2 separate regions of the Sus scrofa genome follow, and region 1 is linked to region 2. A link is a contact called in public Hi-C data. All regions are on one chromosome and are shown on one strand. The core of a region is the stretch at or near the end of the contact, and the rest is flanking DNA. Distances in the headings are between cores, read along the strand shown.

Region 1 (7,382 bases), core at 3,522-6,021, 86 kb before region 2:
GAAGCTGGGAGTTACTGTATTGGGCACTGAACGTGTAGCTGGTTTCTCTTATCTTGTTAAAAATTAGACATTGTAGGTCTTGGCAGCACCAGGATGCATGTTTGATCCCCAGCATGGCCCATTGGGTTAAAGGATCTGGCATTGTCCTAGCCGCGGCATGAGACTTGGATCTGATCCCTGGCCTGGGGACTTCCACGTACTGCAGGGTGGCCAAAAAAGAAAAAAAAAAAAGATTAAACATTTTAGGAGTTCTGGAATTCCCTTGTGGCACAGTGGGCTCAGGATCCGGTTTTGGGCTTTCCCATCGTGGCTCAGCAGAAACAAATCTGACTGGTATCCATGAGGACGCAAGTTTGATCCCTGTCCTCGATCAGTGGGTTAACGATCCAGTGCTGCCACGATCTGTGGTGTAGATTGCTGACAGGGCTCAGATCCCTCATTGCTGTGGCTGTGGTGTAGGCGGGCTGCTATAGCTCTGATTCATCCCCTAGCCTGGGAACCTCCATATGCCGAGGGTGTGTCCCCCCCCTCAAAAGGGATCCAGTTTTGTCCTTGTAGTGGCTCAGGTTGCTGTTATGGCACAGGTTGCATCCCTGGCCCAGGAACTTCCACATGCCACGAGTGTGGCCAAAAAAACTCAAAAAAACAAAAAACATTATAGCAGTTCTTTTAGTGCAGTGGGTTGAGATTCTGGTGTTATCACTGCAGTGGCTCAGGTTGCTGCTGTGGCGCGAGTTTGGTTCCTGGCCTGAGAGCTTCCACGTGCTGTGGGCGTGGCCAAAAAAGGAAACGTTATATAAGAAAATTATAGTATTTATAGAGTTATAAACCTCCAGGAGTTTACTCCTTTATTTACTGATTTCTCCTGTAGCTTTATTGAAATATTCCTGACATACAGTGTATGTGAATTTTAAGCTGTATGGCGTGATGATTTGATACCTGTGTCTCATGTGAAATAATTAGCATAGTAAGGTTAGTTAACACCTCCGTTCCCTCACATCCCCCCCCCCCCCCGTGGTCGCACCCATGGCATATGGAAGTTCCCCGGCCAGGGACTGAATCCGAGCCACAGCTGTGACCTACACTGCAGCTGTGGCAATGCCAGATCCTTCAACCCACACCTCCGCAGCGATCCAAGCCGCCGCAGTTAGATTCTTAACCCAGGGCATTACAACAAGAACTCCTCATGACCTTTTTTTGTTTCTGTGTTGTGGTGATAATTTTTTTTCCCTCCTCTTAACAGTTTTCAAGCGTCCGGTACAGTGTTATTTATTACAGCCCCCATGCTATATGTTGAATATAACTTATTCAGCTTCTAACCAGAGGTTGGTCCCCTTTGACCGCATCGCCCCGTTTCTGCCACCCCCCAGCCTCTGGCAGCCGCCATTCTCCTGTTTCCTCGAGTTTGGCTCCTTGGGATTCCACAAAGCAATGCGAACATGACGCTGTTTGTCTTTGAGGGACATCTCACTCCGCGTAATGCCCTCAGGGTTCATCCGTGTTGTCGCACCTGGCAGGATTTCCTTTAGGTACTGTTGAGTAATTCTGTGTGGTGTGTGTGTCTGTGTGTGTGTGTGTCAGGTTTGCTTCATCCATTCATCCCTCCACGGGCATTTCATTGTTTGCATGTCTTGGCTGTGGTGACTAGTGCTGCAGTGAATGTGGGGCACAGGTACCTCTCGGAGACCCACCTCATTCCCTTTGGGTGTGAAAGGCTACAGGCATCACTGGGTCAGCGTTTATCTCTGTTTTTGTGATTCTGGTTGCGCGTCCTCCAGGTAATCACGCTGAACCTCACGCCTTGTTTTCCGCCCTCATACGAGTGGTTAAGTGAAGCCCTGTCGGGCTTTGGGTCAGGCTGTCGGTGTTTTCTTTAGCTTAAGGAGTCATTGTGTCATTGTTTGGAATTGCGAAAGATGGGCAGCCACCCAAGTGGCAGGTGGCAGGGACCTCGCAGAGGGGCCGTCTTGTGGGGAAGAGGGCGGCAGAGGGACGTTTTACTGTTGGCCTTTACGTAGATACATGTACGTCTGTATTTGCGTGGATGTATACACACATGTACATATATACACCCATGTACTTACACACACATGTGCAGCAAACATATGCACACACATATGTACACACATGCATACACACGTATATATAAATGCATATACATATATATGTATGTAAATTTGAGTCACGTGTTACCTATTAAAATGAAATTGTAAAATGCGTATTTTCCGTTGTTCCCAGTTCCTGTCATTCAAAAGCATTTCGTAAGCAGCTCCCCTGCTGGGCCAGCAGAACTCAGGGCCTCACGGAGTCGGTGCTCCGGGGCAAAGCTTGATTCAAAGCCGGCTGAGGGCAGAACGGGGCAGGGCCCTGGCCTGCAGCAGGGTCGGGGGACCTGCAGGAGTGTCAGTTCACTGGGGGCACCGCCAGCCCTTGTCTCCTGCTGGCTCTCTGCTGTATCAGTTTCCTGTGGCTGCTGTAACAGGTCACTGCAAACTTTTGGCTTCAAGCAGCACAGATTTATTCTCTTGTCCACTTGGAGCCAGAAGGTCTGAATGCATTGCTGGCCTGCCTTCTGGAGGCTCTTGGGGAGCATCCGTTCCTTGGCCTTTTCCAGCTTCTAGAGGCCACCTGAGTTCCTTGACTGGTGGCCCTGCATGACTTTGACCTCTGCCTTTGTTATCACATCTCCTGCTCTGCCTCTGCCTCCAGCCCTCCTGCCTCCCTTGCGAGTCTGTGGGGCCCACCTGGGGCAGTCCAGGCTGATCTGCCATCTCAGGGTCCTCACCTGAACTGCATCTGCAAAGTCCCTTGTGTCATGGAAGGTGACATGCTCACTTATTCTGGGGATCGGGGTGGGGACATTTGTGGGGGTTCTGGCCAGCACAGCACATAGCAGGGGCTCAGAACATCTTCGTTGGGTGAAAGAAAGAATCATTTGGTGGGGCCTGAGAGGTGGAAGGAACATGGCAAGGGATGGATCTGGCAGTAATAACAATGATTGCAGTGGTATTTATTGACCACCTACTGTGTGCTCTGACTCATGCTTCATTAGGTGCGTGTTTACATCATCTCATTAGTGTTCTCACTGTGCAGATGCAGAAACAGAGGCTTAGTTGCTGCCCAGTGTTATGTGATGAGCTGCCTAAGGAATGTGTTAGGGGAATAAGGTCTCTAGACTTGTAAGGGCAGGAATTCTCTTAAAATAGGTTTCTCAGTCTCAGCACTATTGACCTTTGGGGGCCCAGCAGTCCTCTCTTGGGGGGCTTTCCTCTGCCTTGTGGATGCCACCTGCAAAACGCCCATAGCATAACCTCCAGTCCCACTCCAGCAGTGACACCAAAAATGTCTCCCGACATTCATTGTCAGATGTCTCCCTGGGGAAAACTTGCCTTTGATTGAGAACCACTGTCTGAAAGCACAAAGCAGAGGATGACACATCCAATCCACAGTGTCCATGTCACTCTGAGGGAAGGTCAGACCTCTCTTCAATGGCCTGTGAGTCCTGCACAGTCTGTTCTCTGTCTCCCACCTTCTTCCCCAACTCTATCTCCCATTACTCTTGAAGCACGTGGCCTCTCCATTATTGCTCCCAAAGGCCAGACGTGTTACTGCCCCAGAGCCTTTGCATTGGCTGTGTCTTCCACTTGGAGCACTCCTCTCTCAGATTCTTTCCCCACTTGGGCAATTGGCTTACTCCCTTGTTTCCTTCAAGCCTGCATAGTAAGGCCTTCTACCCCCCTACCCCATCTTTTCTTTTTCACTGTTGCACCATGGCATGTGGAAGTTCCTGGGCCAGGGGTTGAATCGGAGCTGTAGCTGTGGGCCTGTGCCACAGCCACAGCAACGCCAGATCTGAGCCATGTCTGCGACCTGGGCCACAGGTCACGGCAACACCGGATCCTTAACCCACTGAGCAAGGCCAGGGATCTAAACCCACATCCTCATAGATACCAGTTGGGTTTGTTTCCACTGAGCCACAGTGGGAACTCCAAACTAGTCCGGCTCTTAACCCACTGAGCACAGTGGGAACTCCAAGGTCTCCTCCTTTTTTATCATCTGTCACACACACACACTATATTTATTTTATGTAGTATATACCTTACGTGTACATATATATTTCCTCTAGTTGACTCTGTCTTCTCTCATCATATTGTCAGCTCCAGGAGGGCAGGCCCTTTGTCCTGCAGTTCACCGCTGGGTCCCCAGCACCTGGGAGTGGCACTCAGTGTATGGATAGGTGCTGTCCCTTCTGTTTTCCGCTGTGTCCCCAGGCGTGTTCCTGTGCCTGGCACATGCCTCACCCCTCACATGTCCCTGCCGTGTGACCAGATGGAGGACCTGGTGAAGCTCCAGAGTTGGATAAGAGGAAAGGAGTTGGCAGAGTGGTCAGGGCTGGATGGAGAATGCGAGGACACGTGTGTGCTCTGTGGGGAAGGGCCCTGGTGACCCTGCCACACGGTGCTCTCTGGGCAGGTTGGGGTGGGGCAGGCCGGAGCAGGCTGCCTACTGCTGGCACGCAGACCCCTGTGATGGGCAGCCGTGGCTGTTTTCTTCCCAGCCCTGGAAGTCCTGCTCAGGCAGGGGTCTTCGTTTTGCAGGTCACCCCTGTCCCTTTTCCCACCAGAGTGTCCGAATCTGCACTTTGGGTGTGCGGGTTCAGTGCTTTTGCCTGGGCAGGGTCAGGGCCGCCCGGGCACTGGGGGGAAGGCCTGGGCACTGCCCTGCCCCCTCCGCCGTGCTCCTGGGCTTTATTCTTAGCGCTGGTGAGTCAGAGCGTGAGCGAAGGCTGCAGCTCTGCCCACAGCGGGATGCTGGCACCGCCACCGTGTCCCAGTGCTGTGACGGGCGGGCGGCCTCAGCCCCGGCCGGGATCTCTTCCAGGACTCCGTGGAGCAGTGGAGGCCCCCTGCCGCCTCTGTCAACAGGATGAATGGCCAGCCAGAAGCCCAGCAATTCCCCTTGAGCTCACTTGGGCCTCCCAGCGTTCTCTTTCTCAGCTTCCCTTTACTGGGGGTCTCGCAGCCAGGACAGTTCCAAATCCGGGCTTTACCAACTGGCCTGTCACCTCCGTGCCCACCCCGAGCCCTCCACAGCGGGCCTGGTCCTCCATGTGTCCTGCAGACCTTCTTTCCCTTTGCTGGGAAGTTGGCCTGGGCCCTGGAACCTGCCTCTCTGGGTTCAAATCCAGGCTTGCCAGGTACCTGATGGCAAGTCTTTTTGGCTCCTTCTGCCTCTGTGACTCTCCCTGTAAAATGGGAAGAAGAACCCACCTTAGCTGGGTCATGATGATGAAACGGAATGACACGCAGTAAACCTGGAATACTGTGTCTGGCGCTACAGTCAGGGCTCTGTAAGATCTGCTGTTTATTATTGCTATTAGCACGCTTACTAGCCTGAGTTCCCATCTCCTGGGTTTGCATCCTTTACTGGGCTGCTGGTGCCGAGGCAGAAGCCAGTTCTGTGCCTGCCCGATCCCCCTCCCTTGCCGCCACCACCTCCCACCAGCCAAGAGGCCCCTCCAGGCATGCTGAGCGCTCACCCTTGCCATCCACGTAGTAGGTCCATTATTAGTCCTGTTTTGCAGACGAGGGGCCAGGGTGGGAGAGATGAGCTAAAGGTCATCTGAAGGTCAAGAGCCACGTGGGCAGCGGTTGCTGGATTCAAACCCAGACCCGCTGGCTCCAGGGTTCCCAGGCTTTGTAGCTGTTGCTATTGTTTGTATTTATTTATTTGCCTTTGCCTTTGTCTCCCCCCTTCTCTTAGTCTCCATTTCTGGAAAGGCGGACAGGCACGTGGGTCTCTTCCTCTGGCCTTGGGCATGCTTCCCCCGAGCCCTGCACGGCTGGCGGCCCCCAACCCTTCCCAGACCCTCACCCTGATGATGTCTGCCTCCTTGCCTTTCCCCTCCAGAGCTCGCGTTGCCCTTTGCAGTTAGGCTATGATGTGTGACCTTACCACGTTAGTGGACCGAGCGTCTTAGGAGGGCCGGCGTCTGTGCTGGGTTTACCCCCGTTTCCCCATGATGAGCCCAGAGCTTGGCTTGAGATAGGTACTGACTATTCCTTCACTGTATGATGGGACGCGTGAATGAACGAATCCTTGCACTTATGTTTGTTGATGAGTCTTTTGGCCAAGAACTGAAACTGGAACTTTCTGGGTCATTTCATTTCATCTTCCCAGTCATTCTATAGTAAGTGTGTCGAGAATTAGGTTCATTTCACAGGGGAAGAAACTGAGGCCTGGCAAGGTCACTGCCTTAGGGTAATGGGGGCGCTCCCCCCCCCCCGAGGGGATATTTGGCAATCTCTGGAGACTTCTTTTTTTTTTTTTGGCTGTGGCATGCAGAAGCTTGATGTGGAATCTCAGTTCCCAGATCCCAGGTATTGAATACGGGCTGCAGAGGTGAAAGCACAGAATCCTAATTGCTTGACCAATGGGGAACTCCCTCTGGAGACATTTTATTTTATTTTATTTATATTTTAATTAATTAATTAATTTTTGCTTTTTGCTTTTTAGGGCCGCATGTGTGCATATGGAAGTTCCCAGGCAGGGGTTGAATCGGAGCTGTAGCTGCTGGCCTACACCACAGCCACAGCAACGCAGGATCAGAGCCACGTTTTGACCTACACCACACAGCTCACAGCAGTGCTGAATCCTTAACCCACTGAGCGAGGCCAGGGATCCAGCCCTTATCCTCATGGATCCTAGTCGGGTTCATTAACCGTTGAGCCATGAAGGGAACTCCCTGGAGACATTTTAATTGTCACAACTAGCTGTGTATGCCACTTGCAGGTTATGTGACCTCAGTTTCTTGTTCTGTAAAATGGGTTTAATTATACTACCTGCCTCCTGTGGTGAGTTTGTGGGGATTAAACCTGACGTGTGCTGCTGGCATCTGTAGAGTGGAGGTCAGGGGTGCTGCTCAGCGTCCTACAGGCCAGCCCCTCACAAAAGAGAATGTTCTGGGCCCCCATGGCCGTGGTCCTGAACTTGAGAAACCTTGCTTTCAGGCCCACATGTGTGAGTGACGTGGAGAAGATTAGAACCAAGACCTTGGGCCATGGTTCTTAATCATTAGCCCGCATTGCTCACCCGGGGTCACTAGGGAGGGGCAGGCGTGGAAGATTTCCATGTCCAGCCAGCATGCTGCTTCTCCATTCTGTACAGACGAGCTTGGAATCTCCAAGGCCTGAGAGCAGCATCGCCCTTGGCCTTGCAAAGCCCATAGCCTTCCAAGCACCTGGCTGGGAGCTGGTGGAGCCCAGCTGTTAAGACCTCAGTGTCAGACCCTCTGTGGGTTCAAATCTCTGCTCTGCCTCTTCCTGGCTTTTCTCCCACTCTGGGCGTCAGAGTCCTCGTCTGAAAAGGGGGCGTTTTCACAG
Region 2 (6,366 bases), core at 2,414-4,913:
GACTTGAACCCACACTGGCTCAGGTGCGATCTCACGCCTTTGCCACCTGCTTCATTCTCGGGAGGCAGGTGCAGCCCGGCAGGCCCTCTGGCCAGGGTCCGCCGCCTCCTGAGCCGGTGACCCCTTCTGCCTGACTCTGCTTCCCGGGAGACCCACCCTTCTGCCGCGTCTCTCCCCAGGGCGTGAACCTGTCTGGGGGCCAGAAGCAGCGCGTGAGCCTGGCCCGGGCTGTGTACTGCAACTCCGACATCTACCTCTTCGACGATCCCCTCTCTGCCGTGGACGCCCATGTGGGGAAGCACATCTTTGAAAACGTGGTTGGCCCCAAGGGGATGCTGAAGAACAAGGTACCTGCTGTGGGAGCGGCGTGGGGTCCGGCCCTGGCTCTTTGGTCCGGTGGCAACGTGTCCCTTTTGGGAATACCTCACTGAGTGGGACCAGAGAACGTATTTTCTTTTCTTTTTTTTTTTTTTTCTCTTCTTAGGGCCACACCTATGGCATATGTAAGTTCCCATGCTAGGGATCTAATCGGAGCTTTGGCTGCCAGCCTACACCACAGCCACAGCAACGCAGGATCTGAGCTGTGTCTGTGACCTACACTGCAGCTCACCGCAACGCCGGATCTTTAACCCACTGAGCAAGGCCAGGGATTGAACCTGCGTCCTCATGGGTACTCATCAGGCTTGTTACCACTGAGCCACAGGGGCAAATCCACAAATATATTTCTAGCCCTTCCCTTGGCAGCCTTCCCAGGACAGCCTTCTTGCTCTGGTCCTCATGGGCGGACGTCCTGGGCACCGACGGACGTCATTGCTTCCATCTGGCCAAAGGCAGCCTCTCTTCCTGATTAAATAACAGGTGCCTTCGCGGAGGGAAATCCCACCCCAGGGCCCTTGTGAGCAGAGAAGCTCTTCTCCCTTCCCTGCTGAGGTGGCCCGGGGCTGCGGGACAGAGGCTTGAGGGGGAAAACTGCTACCCCGCCTTAACATGACAGGAGATGGTGCCTTTCCTCTTCCGTTATTTTTTCTGTTTGTTTGGTGAGGGGAATCGTGGGAGAGGAGGGTGTCCTGGCTTTTCCTTCCCCTCCCCCAGTAAGAAAGACAGACACGCCCACGGGGAAAATATAGCAGATTCAGAAAACCATGAAGAAGAAAAACAAAAGCAATTGTGCCTAATCCCACCATTTCTGAGATTTCTGTATTTCCTTCAAGTCTTTTGCTGTGTGTATAAGCTTTTTAATAGAATAATCACATCATGCATATATATATAGTAAGCATCATGCCACATGATCTGTTCTAAGCATTCCCACACACACCATAAAAATTTTGTGTGTGTATATATACATATATATATATATTTTGGTCATTTTTGGCCACCCCTCAGCATATGGAGCTCCTGGGCCAGGGATCAGATCGGAGCCTTGGTTGTGACCTAAGCTGCAGCCGTGGAACCCACATCCCAGCAACTCCCAAGACACCACCGATCCTATTGTGCCACAGCGGGAGCTCCCTGTATAATTTTTAAATATTAAAAAAAAAATTTTTGGGGAGTTCTCTTGTGGCACAGCAGGTTAAGGATCCATCATTGTCACTGCTGCGGCTGTGGTTGCAGCTGTGTTACCGGTTCAATCCCTGTCCCAGGAACTTCCGCATGCCACAGGTGTAGCCAAAAAATTGTGTTGTTGTTATCAAAATAATAAATGCCCATAGTAGTAAAATCAGAGAGTGCAAGAGTATATGTAAAGTTAAAAAAATGATTCACCCTCATCCTGCAGCACTAGCTCCTCTCTCAAAAGGCAGGACAGCAAGTCTGGCTTCCTTCTTGTAGGCAGCCCACCAGCTAAAAATGTCTTTATGTTTCTAAGTGCTTGGAAAAAATCTGAAGAAAATAATATTTTGGAGTTCCCCTTGTGGCTCAGTAGTAATGAACCCAACCAGGATCCATGAGGACGTGGGTTTGATCCCTGGCCTCACTCAGCGAGTTAAGGTTCCAGCGTTGCTGTGAGCTGTGGTATAGGTCAAAGATGTGCCTTGGGTCTGGCATTGTTATGGCTGTAGCTCCAATTTGACTCCCAGCTTGGGAACTTTCATATGCTCCAGGTGTGGCACTCAAAAGACCAAAAAAAAATAGTAAGAAGAAGAAAAGAAAATATTTTGTGACATATGAAAACTGCCATGAATTTAAATATTAGCATCCATAAATAAAGTTTTATTGGAATGCAGCCAGCCCATCTGTTTATGTCTTGTGTATGTGGCTTCCTACAGAGCTGGCAGTGACCAGAGGTCCCCGTAAATCTGAAAATATTTACTGTTTAACCATTTAAGAAAACGTTTGCCAACTTGTGTAAACAGTTGGTGAACATCCTCCCAAACTTCCAGATAGTTAGATAAATATAGATGCACCATCAAACCTTGTATTCTGGTGGGGAGTAACTTGAAAAAACGAAGCTTTTGGGGTGCACTTTTTTGCGGCAGTGCTGTTCTTTTATTCCTCTACACATGCATGGTGGTTCCCCCCCCCCCGCCTTCCTTCAGATTTTTGTTCAAAAATAAGCTCCTCCATCATCCTTGTTAAAATTGCTGCCCCCGCGCCCCTTGGTATCACGTCCCTTTTGCTGCTATGTCCTCACCATCAGGCACACAGTGTTTTACTTACATTGGTCATTTCCCTCCACCCCCCGACCCTGGAACCTGGGGCGGGGATCTTTGTTCTTCTCCCTGCTGCCGCCCCTGCCGCCCAACAGCTCGCAGCACACTTGTGATGAATGAAAGCACGTGCGGATCCAGCTGCTTCTGCGAGTTCGCATCCCAGGGCCGGTCCTGCCCCTCAGGTTGGGGGCGGGGGTTGTCCCCCTCGCACGCATGCGCTGACGCGGCCATGTCGCCCCTCTGCCTGCAGACGCGGCTCCTGGTCACGCACGGGCTCAGCTACCTGCCACAGGTAGATGTCATCATCGTCATGAGTGGCGGCAAGATCTCGGAGATGGGCTCCTACCAGGAGCTGCTGGCCCGGGACGGCGCCTTCGCCGAGTTTCTGCGCACGTACGCCAGCGCCGAGCAGGAGCAGGGGGAGCCGGAAGACGGTAGGGTCCGCGTGGGGCTCCGGCGTGGGTGGTTCCTGGTATGGCCCCAGTTGTGCCAGCCGCCCTCATCAAGGCATCGGGCTGGGGGCCGGGCCAGGCCCCTTAAGGAACCATCTTGAAGGACTGTCTTAACCCCCCCAGGGCAGTATTAAGAGGGGGGTCCCGGTGCTTTCTGGCCAGGTCAGCAAAACTGGACACGAGTCTCCGTACTGTTCTGGAATGTGGCTCTTGGCCTCTTGAGTTTCAGGGTCTTCCTAGAAAAATGTGGATGGTGATAACTACAGTCCTGGCTCCCAAAAGGCTGTGAGAGAAGCCAGTGGCATGTGTGCCTTAATCCAGAACAGATGCAGGGGTCAGGAGGCCAGGGCCAGTGGCTGAGCACACAGGCAGAAGTTGGCAGGACCTGGGTTCGAATCCCAGACGCTGCTCTTCCCAGCTGTGGGACCTCAGGCCCACTGCTGATAAAGCTGTGTGGCAACAGGACCAACTTTCTGGCACTTGGGGTAGATTTAATGTGCTAGATTCCTGGAGCCTGCGGCATGGTGCCAGTGACAACTGCTGTCATTCCTTTCTTGGTCAGAGGGCTCCTCTTCTTTATGTCTTTGCAGGGCTGCACCCGAGGCACAGGGAGGTTCCTAGGCTAGGATCAGATCAGAGCTGCATTTCCTGGCCCACAGCCACAGCAACATGGGATCCGAGCCACGTCTGCGGCCTACACCACAGCTCAGAGCCATGCCTTATCCTTAACCCACTGAGTGAGGCCAGGGATCAAACCCATGTCCTCATGGACACTAGTTGGGTTCGTTACCACTGAGCCACAACAGAACTCCGAGTGCTCCTCTTCTGCTTCTCTGCACTTGGCCTCTGCCAGGTCTGCCCAGGCCTGCCTGCGTCCCAGTCTCCACACTCGCTCTGTCCTCCCAGGCCAGACTCCAGAGGCACCTTTGGATTCTGGCCTGGGACCATGCCCTGTCTTTATTGGAAGCAAATGGGGTGAGGCGTCCAAGCGTCCTATTATCTCTTATTAGTTGGTTTAAAATTCAGGGGAGTGACTTGAGGCCTTCCCGGGCTGCCCTGGTTTATGTCCAGTCCTCTGCTGGTCTTCCCCCTCGGAGCTTGGACCTGTGTTAACACGCAGAGAGGGAAGAGGTCATCTGATGCCTCGTCTGCTTTGGTTTCAGCTGTTGCTAAAAAGAGTGGAACTGAAGAGAGATCATCTGTCCCTCTCTGAGCTCCTGCTCCCAGGAGCTAATTACAGACACCCCGCGGCTGCGGCAAGTCTGGTACATGCTGAGTCCCCAGACAGGTCTCAGAGAGGCTGACCCCGGGGTGGGGCTGCATGGCTGCCCTGTTGTGCAAGTCCTGAGGTTGTCTTTGATGTGTGGACACACGATGAAGTACAAACAGAGACAGGTGTCATCCTATTGAATCTTCCTGATGGCTTCTCGCGTGGGAGGTAGGACTGTGGTTTACTGAGGAACTGAGGCTTCAAGAAATCTGTCCCAGGAGTTCCCGTTGTGGCTCAGTGGTTAATGAATCCGACTAGAACCATGAGGTGCGGGTTCGATCCCTGGCCCTGCTCAGTGGGTTAAGGATCTGGTGTTGCCGTGAGCTGTGGTATAGGTCTCAGATGTGGCTCAGATCCTGTGTTGCTATGGCTGTGGCGTAGGCTGGCAGCTACAGCTCTGATGCGACCCCTAGTCTGGGGACCTCCATGTACTGCAGGTGCGCCACAAGAAGAAAAAAAGAAAGAAAGAAACCTATTCCTTCTATGCCAGGGGTGGGAAGGTCCCTGTCTGTGTGAATGAGGCCAGTGACTAAGAAGGAGCTATTTACTCTTCATTGATTTAGTCCTTCAGTAGGTGTTTATTGAGCACCTACTCTGTGTTAAGCACTTGTATTATTTTCTTAGGGCTGCTGTAACTGAGTACCTTAACAACTACTCAGAAATATGTTGTCTCATGTTTCTGGAGGATAGAAGCCTGAGATCAAGGTGTCAGCGGCATTGGTCCTTTCTGAGGGCCGTGGGGGTTCCTTGCCTGTCCCCCAGCTTCAAGTGGCTTGCCGGCCATCTCTGGCATTCCTTGGCTTGCAGAAGCATCACCCCAATCTGTGCTCATCTTCACCTGGTGTGCTCCCTGTGTGTGTGCCCATTTCCAACCCCCCCCCCCTTTTTAAACAGCTGAACTTGCAGCACATGGAAGTTCCCGGGCTAGGGGTCGAATTGGAGCTGCAGATGTAGGCCTGTGCCACAGCCGTGGCAACACCAGATCTGGGCCACATCTGCAACCTATGCTGCAGCTTGTGGCAACGCCATGTCCATAACCCTCTGAGCAAGGCCAGGAATTGAACCTGAATCTTCAACGCAGACTACATCCACTTCTTAACCCACAGTGGGAACTCCCCAAATCTCCCCTTTTTGTGAGGACACCAACTACATAGGTTTAGGGCCCCGGTGATGACCTCATCTGAACTAATGACATTCACAGAGACCCTATGTCAGATACAGTCACATCTGAGGTATTGGAGGTGAGACTTCAACATGTGGATTTGCTTCGTGGCAGTGGGGATGTCATTCAGCCCATGACAGGACTGTTCTAGTTTCGGGGGAGACAGAAGTGAACAAGATACAGGCAAATCCTACCGTCGCTGAGCTCAGAGTCTAGAGGGAGAGAAGGCAGTGAACCATCAGCAGATAGAGATGGTTTCATACAGTGTCACGTGCACGAAGGAAAGCATGCAGGGTCCTGGGCTGTGGGGGCGGTGGGGGTATGGGCACTTCAGCCCTCTTGGGGAGGTGACGTTGACCTGAGGAAGAGATGGCAAAGAGAAGATATGGGGAACAGTGTTGAGACACAGGGAACAGCAGATGCACAGGCTTCAGCTCAGCATGAGCCTAGTCTGTTTAAGAAACAGAGAGGAGGCCAGTGTGGCCACTTCGCGGTGGGCCAGGGCCAGGAGACAGGGTTGGCGGGGTTAGCGGGTTACCCTGTGGACAGAGCCTTCAGGGTGAGGAGTTTGGGCTTTGTTTTCAGTGCCGCGGGAAGCTCCTGAAAGTTGGGAAGAGGGGGACCCACTGTGAGAACCCACACCTTCGTTCCTCGTGTCGGAGTGTGCTGAAGTCCTAGTGGTTTTTAACCAGTCCCTTTACCGAGATGTAATTCACACACCGGTTCTAGGTTTTTATTTGTGTGGCCCTCGTCATGTTCAATTTCAGAACATTTTCATGGCCGTCACTCCCCATTTTCTCCTGCCCCCCACATCCTAGGCAGCCACTCATCTAT

What was found. A called contact is a pair of places that touch in the nucleus more often than the background predicts.
Region 1: a contact with region 2 is called in a Hi-C map of skeletal muscle, with 5 times the contacts expected there. The contact joins two enhancer-like sites. A contact is called at or near these places in 5 of 47 Hi-C or Micro-C datasets (fetal heart ventricle, heart right ventricle, retroperitoneal adipose tissue and 1 more) and 2 of 2 datasets of contacts at active chromatin or transcription factors (alveolar macrophages and skeletal muscle).

Annotation. Positions count from the first base shown.
Region 1 is chr3:28,483,215-28,490,596 of Sscrofa11.1, reverse strand. No RefSeq gene overlaps it. Among named protein-coding and RNA genes, the nearest start is that of ABCC1, 14 kb to the right of the region's middle. Within about 2 kb of position 4,771, at least 21 of the 83 cell types and tissues checked have an H3K27ac peak or open chromatin away from gene starts, as enhancers often do. A contact at or near this core is called in skeletal muscle, where this site is marked.
Region 2 is chr3:28,396,943-28,403,308 of Sscrofa11.1, reverse strand. It overlaps ABCC1 (multidrug resistance-associated protein 1), which reads left to right. Exons shown (of 30, transcript XM_021086560.1): 17 at 180-347; 18 at 2,899-3,082. Among named protein-coding and RNA genes, the nearest start is that of MIR7135, 28 kb to the right of the region's middle. Within about 2 kb of position 3,663, at least 10 of the 83 cell types and tissues checked have an H3K27ac peak or open chromatin away from gene starts, as enhancers often do. A contact at or near this core is called in skeletal muscle, where this site is marked.